Linked DNA regions of Danio rerio: region 2 is linked to region 1. The links are chromatin contacts, called in public HiCAR-type maps. All regions are on one chromosome and are shown on one strand. The core of a region is the stretch at or near the end of the contact, and the rest is flanking DNA. Distances in the headings are between cores, read along the strand shown. Region 1 holds the start of sdhaf3 (succinate dehydrogenase complex assembly factor 3). Region 2 holds the start of asns (asparagine synthetase).

Region 1 (4,168 bases), core at 801-3,300:
TTATATGTTATATTTGCTGCCTTATTGGGACAATAATAATAAAATGCTGAAGAAAGACAAAAAAAGATTAGTACTAATTCTAAATCGTTTAATTCATATATTAAAAAAGAGAATATCAGGATAAATTGATGCATCTGAGGTTGCCACAGTGGAATGAACTGCCAACTTATCCATCACGTCTTTTAAGCAGCAGATGTCCTTCCAGCAGCAACCCATCTCTGGAAAACATCTACACACACACTCATATACACACATACACACACTCATACACTACCGACAATTTAGCCTACCCAATCCACCTGTACCACATGTCTTTGGACTATGGGGAAAACTGGAGCACCTGGAGGAAAACCACGCGAACACAGGGAGAACATGCAAACTCCACACATAAACGCCAACTGACCCAGCCGAGGCTCGAACCAGCGACCTTCTTGCTGTGAGGCGACAACACAACCTACTGTGCCACTGCGTCACCTAAATTGATGCAGTATTAAAATAAAAACAAATAAATACATTTTAAAGTTGGAATAAATAATATAATACGCTAGAATAAGATGAATGTAAAATGTAAGCAAAATTATCTAAATTTTATTAAAATGTAAAAATATAAATTACATGAAAGCACAAAAAAATTGTAAAAATATTATTTAAATAAATAATTGAGTAAATAAATATGTCATACAGTGTAATGTTTTTCAATAATTTAACTACAGTAAAGTACCTAGTTATTAACCAGTATGGAATTACTACATTATGTATCACACCGGGTGACACTGGGGCTCAGTGGTTAGCACTGTCACCTCACAGGAAAAAGGTCGCTGGTTCAAGTCCCTGCTGGGTTAGTTGGCATTCCTATGTGGAGTTTGCATGTTCTCCCCGTGTGTGCCGGTTTCCCCCACAGTCCAAAACATGAGCTATAAGTGAATTGGATAACACAAAATTGGCTGTAGTGTGTGTGTGTGTGCGTGTGTGTGTGTGTGTGTGTGTGTGTGTGTGTGCATGTGTGTGTGAATAATTGTGTATGGATGTTTTACAATACTGGGATGCAGCTGGAAGGGCATCTGCTGTTTAAAACGTGCTGGATAAGCTGGCGGATCATTCCTCTTTGGCAACCCCTGAAAATTAAAGGGACTAAGACAAAGGAAAATTAATGAATGAATATTTACACCTCACTAAACTGTACTTTTTAAACTTTTATTATTAAATACCGTGACCATTCTGACTAGTACCAACATAGAACAAGCAGTTTAAAAAAAAACTTGTTTCTAGTGATCATTACAAAGGTTCCTAGTGTCTAATAAATAACAGCTTGTATCTAACGTTAATAATATATTTATAAACATTTATATTATAATAGGCTATAAATAATATATTTAGTATAATAACGTAATAAGCAGGAACCTAAAGAAAATACACCAGCAGCTGACTAATAAGAGCTAGTACTTCACTGAAAAAAATACTTGTGTGCTGTCTAGTACAAGTTATGTAGATTACATGTTAAATATACTCCGCCAGAAGGGTGAGCTAACGTTATTTGCTTAAAATTTACACTCTTTGAAAAGAAATTAAACATTTATTCGGGTAAATAAAATACACAGGCCTGGTGTCAATTAAAATGTATTTGCTTTCTCTTACCTGCCATTCCACCATGAAGTGTTTGGCCTCTTCATCTGAAGAAGTCTTGTGTCTCCTGAACTCATCCTTCACATACTGGTCGCCCAGAGCCCGCAGGTCAATGGGCAGAAATCGGTGAAGCACCAGGATTTTCTTATACAAAGTCCGAACCGCTGATATATGTGCTGGATTTGCCATTAGGCTACTTTTCTGCCAGTGAACTTTGTATGAAACTGATATGATTCACAATAACGCACTGCAGCAGCCCAGAACACGAGCTACTTAAATCATAGCTTATAAGAGAGACGGACAGATTACTTAATACAAATACAGTAATTACATAAAATTTATTACCAAGTGCATGCCCTTGTGTACATGCTGGTTTCTTCTCCGCAGCGCTGTGTGTTATTGGAGCTGCTGCTGCCCTCTGCTGGCCTGTAGGATACATCGCATAAGGATTGTCGGAATTAATTTACATTAAAACAGGTAACTTGGTAAGTAATAACAGGCATTTTTGATGCATAATTGTTTCCTCTGACACGATACCTTAAATTGACTTTTTTCTTTAAATAAGATATATTACCATAGATGTACAAATAAGTTAAACTCAACCATGGCATTAGCTTGATATGATAGCTGATGCCATGCATAATATGACAGTGGTGAAAAACACAAGTAACTCCCGTGGTCGAATATCAGCTAAGTGTATAGAATTTTACAGAGAAATAAGTATTCTTCAGGAATAAATTCAACTCAAATCAATGGTCGGGTGATGGCGCTATCGCCTCTGATTTTGTATTGCAGTTTTTTTCAGTCGCTTTGGTAGCTTCTTAGATCAAAATTAAAATTCTCAAAACTACTGGTTCAATCTTCAGATCATAGTGTCACTTGTGCACATAAAAAAGTTTCATTGTAATTCTGATCAAAATGTATTATAATGTTATTATACGATAGTCTCACCACCACATTGTAAAATGTTTGGTTAAAGTTACAAACTCAAGTTCACTAGCTGCCATGAAAATGCGAGTCAACTCAACATAGAGAGATTCTTTGTTTCAACTTAAGATGTTGTGTTTTAGGTAAATATATTCTGTAACAACATCTTAAGTGGATACATCGAATCTCTCTAAGTTGAGTTTATTCATTCATTTTCTGCTTAGTCCCTTCATTCATCTGCCACAGCGGAATGAACCACCAACTAATCCAGCCTAACTAAGCCAACAAAATACCATTACATTCTTGCATTCACACACACACACACACACACACACACACACTATGGCCAATTTAGCTTATTTATTTCACCTGTACCACATGTCTCTGGACTGTGGGGGAAACCGGAGAACCTGGAGGAAACGCACACAAGAACATGCAAACTCTACAGAGAAACACCAACTGACCCAGCCGAGGCTCAAACCAGTGACCTTCTTGCTGTGAGGCGATCATGCTACCCACTGCGCCACCATGACAGCCCCACAAAGTTGAGTTGACTCACATTTTCAAGGCAGCTAAACCTGAGTTTGTAAGTTTAACCAATTGAAACATCACAACATTTAGGTTTTTGTTCATTGCAAGTCTTTACATGCATATGGGTTGAACAAGTGATCAAAAAATTTTGTCATAATCCATTTTTTATACATTTATATTTTGTTTTAAAAATCTGTCCTTAATTGGTATTGCTTCCAGGTGAATATTGACTTTCTCTAACTAAGATGCAAATGAAATTTCTACTTTTGTTTTTATCATTTGTGTTATGCAGGGCCCTTCTTTTTCGGTATCGTAATGGAATTACCTGTTAACAAATTACAGTACAAACAGTAAAGGTGTAAATGTGAATCTTGTCCAGTCTCTTGCAATCAAACACTAAGGTGTAACCGAAAAGTGAGAATATATTGATAATTAAAACTGTAGCCATAAATTACACAAGAACATCCCTCCAGAGTATACTGCTGTATTGACAACAAGTAATTTGTCTTATCAACAATGACTGTCTTATCAATACACAATGACACAAGGACTTGTCATTCTGACGGCACTGACATGTTCATTGACACAGATTTTTAGTCTTTAGAGATAAGCTAAGGATTTTTTAGCAAGAGACTGGCTTTTGCAGGTAATTCATGGTGTTTTGCTATTTTTTGTTTTGTTTTGTTTTGAGAAATGCACTAATACAGTTTTGCAAATTTAAATTCTGATTTGTGAAATTTACCGAAACGAATAAGAAAAACGGCAAAAGCTGCTTGCGCAATTCAATATAGCTACTGTACAAAAATAAATAGCCTACAATCATGTACATTCATCTGTTCATTCAATTGTTATTTTATCTATTGCTATATTTTTAATGATTAGTCTGTTGTAATGTATTACAAATTAATTCAGAAAGTTTAGAAATTTTCAAATAGGCAATATAATATAATATAATATAATATAATATAATATAATATAATATAATATAATATAATATAATATAATATAATATAATATAATATAATATAATATAATATAATATAATATAATAAGCAATGGAAATATTTTGCTTGGTTATTGAAAGACA
Region 2 (4,165 bases), core at 856-3,355, 150 kb before region 1:
CAAGTGTTATTTTAGTAGGCAGTCTAATGGCAGCTAGTTTTATAACCAACAAAAGCTTTGGTTTTTGATTTTATTTTGTTTTCCTGAAGTGCCTCTCCAGGAAGTCTGACACTGTTTCTTATAAATAGGAAAGCATGCTGAAAGAAAAACAAGTCAGAACATTAGTTAAAACGTTTATATGATTTTTATTCAAACTTGTACATAGTTTTACAGCTTTATAATTTTGTTGTCCTTTCTTCCAGTGCTTGAGATCTTTTTGCACTATTTTCACAGTTGCTATTTATCACTGATCGATCTTATTAAGGACTACAATTCAGTGTCCGGCACGTGTTGACAATTGATATTTCATGAACACACATGACCAGTGTAAATGACACTGGGTTATTATGTAGCATAAAGTGCCGCACTCTTCAGCCAAACAAACACCACAACAAATATTGTTTGTCATGGACCATTTACTTTTATACTTAAATGTCCATGGACGGTTGTGTTCTGCTAATTGTTAATGATGAGAATTGTGACTAATGATTGTCTATTTGTAATAAATTTACAGATGTAGCCTAGAGCATAAAGAGACAACTTTTTGTTACACATGTGCAAGTATGGTTGTTATTGGTCAACTGAACAAGTCTGAAGGTAGCTTTTTTATGTATATGTTTCATTTTTGTATTAGGAACTACAAAAAAGTTGTGTGTGTATGCAAGGTAAAAGTAACAATAACAGGCTTCATTAACCCTCATAATGCATTTAGTATCTGGGTGCTCTCTTTGAATTTAATGTCCAGTGGAACCTAAAAAAATGTTAGCTTAAAAACTGTCATAATATCTGGATATACAGTTTACATCTCACCAGTCACTTCAGGATTTTAAGAGTCTTAAAGTATCTCAAGATCAAAAAAAAAAAGAAAAAAATGTGATATACATATACATACACACACATGTAGCAGAACACAATAATTGAAGTGTACTGTGTAATGTCCTAAGTTTTGAGCCATTAGAAAAGCTGTCACTTTAGATTTTAAAAAAAATGTAAAAGTGTATATTATAATAATTATAAAAATAACAAGTTTTCTCAAACCCATACCTAGTAAATCCAGAGAAACAAAATAGAGAGTATTAAAGTGGTATATATGAATAGCAGGGGTTTCCAAACTCAGTTTTGGAGGGCTAGTGCCATGAATAGTTTAGCTCCAGCTTCCTTCAACATGCTTGCCTGGAAGTTCCTAGTACAGTGGTGTCCAAACTCAGTCCTGGAGGGTCGGTGTTCTTGAGGGTTTAGCTTCAACCCTAAACAAACCCACCTGAACCAGCTAATCAAACTCTTACTAGATATATTAGAAACCTCCTATCAGGTGTGTTGAAGCAAGTTGTAACTACTCTGCAGGCTACCGAATCTCCAGGACCGAGTTTGGACACCCCTGTTGTAGTATTTCTACAAAGAGCTTGATTAGGTTCAAGTGTATCTTATTGGGGTTGGAACTGAATTCTGCAGTACACCAGCCCACCAGCACCCCCTGTGTGTGAAATAATGATTTTGAATATATATTTATATATGTATTGGCGCAGTAGGTAGTGCCGTCGCCTCACAGCAACAAGGTTGCTGGTTCGAGCCTCGACTGGGTCAGTTGGCGCTGCTCTATGGAGTTTGCATTTTTGTATGTATTATAATATAATAGCTGTACTATTATGTATATAAAACTTTGTTAATAAGATTAAGGAAATATATTTTCTTTTTATGTAAAGGTTCTGTTTTGCAGAAAACAAAACCAAACAAAACATTTTAACATTAACACTCTCAAAGTACTCAATTTCTAAAAGGAAAAAAAATCTTTCCAAACCAAATTAAAATAACTGCATTACCAAAGTAAGTGAACTAAGGGTATTGACTCTGGGTATTGCTTACAAAAGGAACAGTTAGCATCAATATATTTTTGTGTTTTATTAAGAGAAATGAATTAGTATACGTCAGTTCATCATCAGTACTTCCAGTTCTAGTACGCTGAGCAGTCACATGACGAATTACGACCAATCAGCGGCGACTATCACTCTGAAGCAGCAGAGGACACAGAAACGCCGCACATGTGTTTCATCATCCGAACTTCAGTGCGAAACACGGGAAACGCGACCTATCTCTTATTCTCGACCAGTGCTGACCAAATAAATCCTTAAAGGTAGTATTCTTTATGTGTGGTTTTACGTCATACGCACTGTTTAATGCGTTCATATGCAATCAGAAGTACAGCCTCCGACTAAACAAGTATTAATAATCAAAGCAGCTCTTTCTGCCATATGTTAGTTTCAGCAGCAGTAACGTTAGGCTATTAATGTTAAAATTGAACAGCTTATTTTGTATAACGTAGCTAATGTATTGCTTACATGCATTTTACAGTTATAAGGTTTATCTGTGCAGTTTAACAGTTAAGTTGCTCAAGCCAGCTATGTGTATGTGTGGGCCGGTTTTGCAAGTCAGGAAGTATTGATGACAGGATAAAAGCTCCTATTAATAATATGAACAATTTGGCTATTATAATATTACGCATAAGTTACTTGCTAGTGTAACCAATTCACGTAAATTGCGCATCTGCTAATCGGCTTTAATACTTTTTTTTAAAGAATGTAAAAGATACGTTTTACTTTTAGTTGTGTATATATGTATTATGTTTATTGTTGTTGTTATTGACAATATTGACCAATTAACAGTAAGATGTTTCAATGCAAACATAGTGCAGCAGTATGAATCTCATTATTTCTCTTTAAGGGAGTTTATATATATATATATATATATATATATATATATATATATATATATATATATATATATATATATATATATATATTAAGCAATAACTTATACACTTTTAAGGCAGTTAAAGCTACTAACTTGATAATCAACAGTATGCTTTAACTGAAAGAAAATTTCAAGCAAGATGGCTCATCAGCGGAAACTCGAAGCTAAATACAGTAGTACATTACTGCCCTGCTTTTTCAGCAACAATGGTTGCAAAAGTACTTTATCCTTTTCACCCTATTCTTTCTGATAAAAGCAGGCTCAGCCATTCAAACATTATTTACTCGAGATTTAATGACTCATTCACTTCCATAGATTTTTAGCTGTAAAAAAGTTCATTATGCTGCTTGATGTTGATATTTTCTTATAAAATGCTATTTTTATTTATTACATTTTCTATTTATTTACACACTGTTTGTAAAGCAAGTAGTTCGACTGTTTTTGGCGTTTGTTGTTTCTAGTAATTTTCCCCATAGATACATGAATCGAAAGTCCTAAAACAACTCTGAAGAAAAAAAAAAAAAGAGTCAAAAACTGAAGAGTCAAAAAGTCAAGAGTTTTTTTTTTTTAATATTCAAAATCAATATCTCACATAGATGTATATGAAACAATTACTTGTTTATATGCATACTAGGCAATAAACTTGAAACTAAGTATTTTGAGAGCAAGTAAGCAAGCTAAAGGTGTATTCTTTCTCACCTTGCTCGCTTCTACTCTCTGATTGGTTGATTATTATTTTTTTTTCAAAATTTTTTCCTTTACTTTTATTGAACTGTACCTTTAAACCTGATAGATTTAATTCTAATAGGCCCAATGAACACTACATTTTGTAGTATATATAATTTGCAGTAACCATTTTGTTCTATAAACTTAACTAATACATTTTTATGTACTGTATATTTAATTTAAGCTCTTTTAATTCACTTGTCATTTTCACTTTTCATGGGATTGCAGTTTGGCTTGTTAGTTTGTGCCCATTTTAAAATATGATTTTTTAAATTATATTTATTATATTCTACTTAATAATACCTTTGATGTTGTTATTAATCCGCAGCATCAGAATGTGTGGCATATGGGCCTTGTTTGGTAGTGATGAGTGCCTTTCAGTTCAGTGCACTAATGCCATGAAGATCTTTCATCGTGGACCGGATGCTTTCCGCTTCGAGAATGTCAACGGTTTCACTAACTGCTGCTTTGGGTTTCACCGTCTTGCGATTGTGGACCAGCTTTATGGCATGCAGCCTCTGCGAGTCAAAAAGTTCCCTTATCTGTGGTTATGTTACAACGGTGAAATCTACAACCACATCAAGGTTGGTAACAGTGTTTTTGACATCTCATCTCAATGAATCCACTGAATTACTGAAAGTCTTACTTTTTT

What was found. HiCAR-type assays count read pairs that join an accessible place to other places.
Region 2: a HiCAR-type map of caudal fin shows a contact between it and region 1, with 4 times the contacts expected there. The contact joins the promoter of asns here to the promoter of sdhaf3 in region 1. A contact is called at or near these places in 4 of 18 Hi-C or Micro-C datasets (caudal fin, embryo and an unstated tissue) and 1 of 4 datasets of contacts at active chromatin or transcription factors (caudal fin).

What each region holds. Positions count from the first base shown.
Region 1 is chr19:27,938,040-27,942,207 of GRCz12tu, reverse strand. It overlaps sdhaf3 (succinate dehydrogenase complex assembly factor 3), which reads right to left and starts at 2,050. Exons shown (of 2, transcript NM_001005926.2): 1 at 1,636-2,050. The coding sequence starts at 1,812. It also overlaps a transcript of c1galt1a not described here.
Region 2 is chr19:28,090,381-28,094,545 of GRCz12tu, reverse strand. It overlaps asns (asparagine synthetase), which reads left to right and starts at 2,105. Exons shown (of 12, transcript NM_201163.3): 1 at 2,105-2,170; 2 at 3,842-4,097. The coding sequence starts at 3,849. It overlaps bloc1s4 (biogenesis of lysosomal organelles complex-1, subunit 4, cappuccino), which reads left to right. Exons shown (of 5, transcript NM_001003475.1): 5 at 1-568.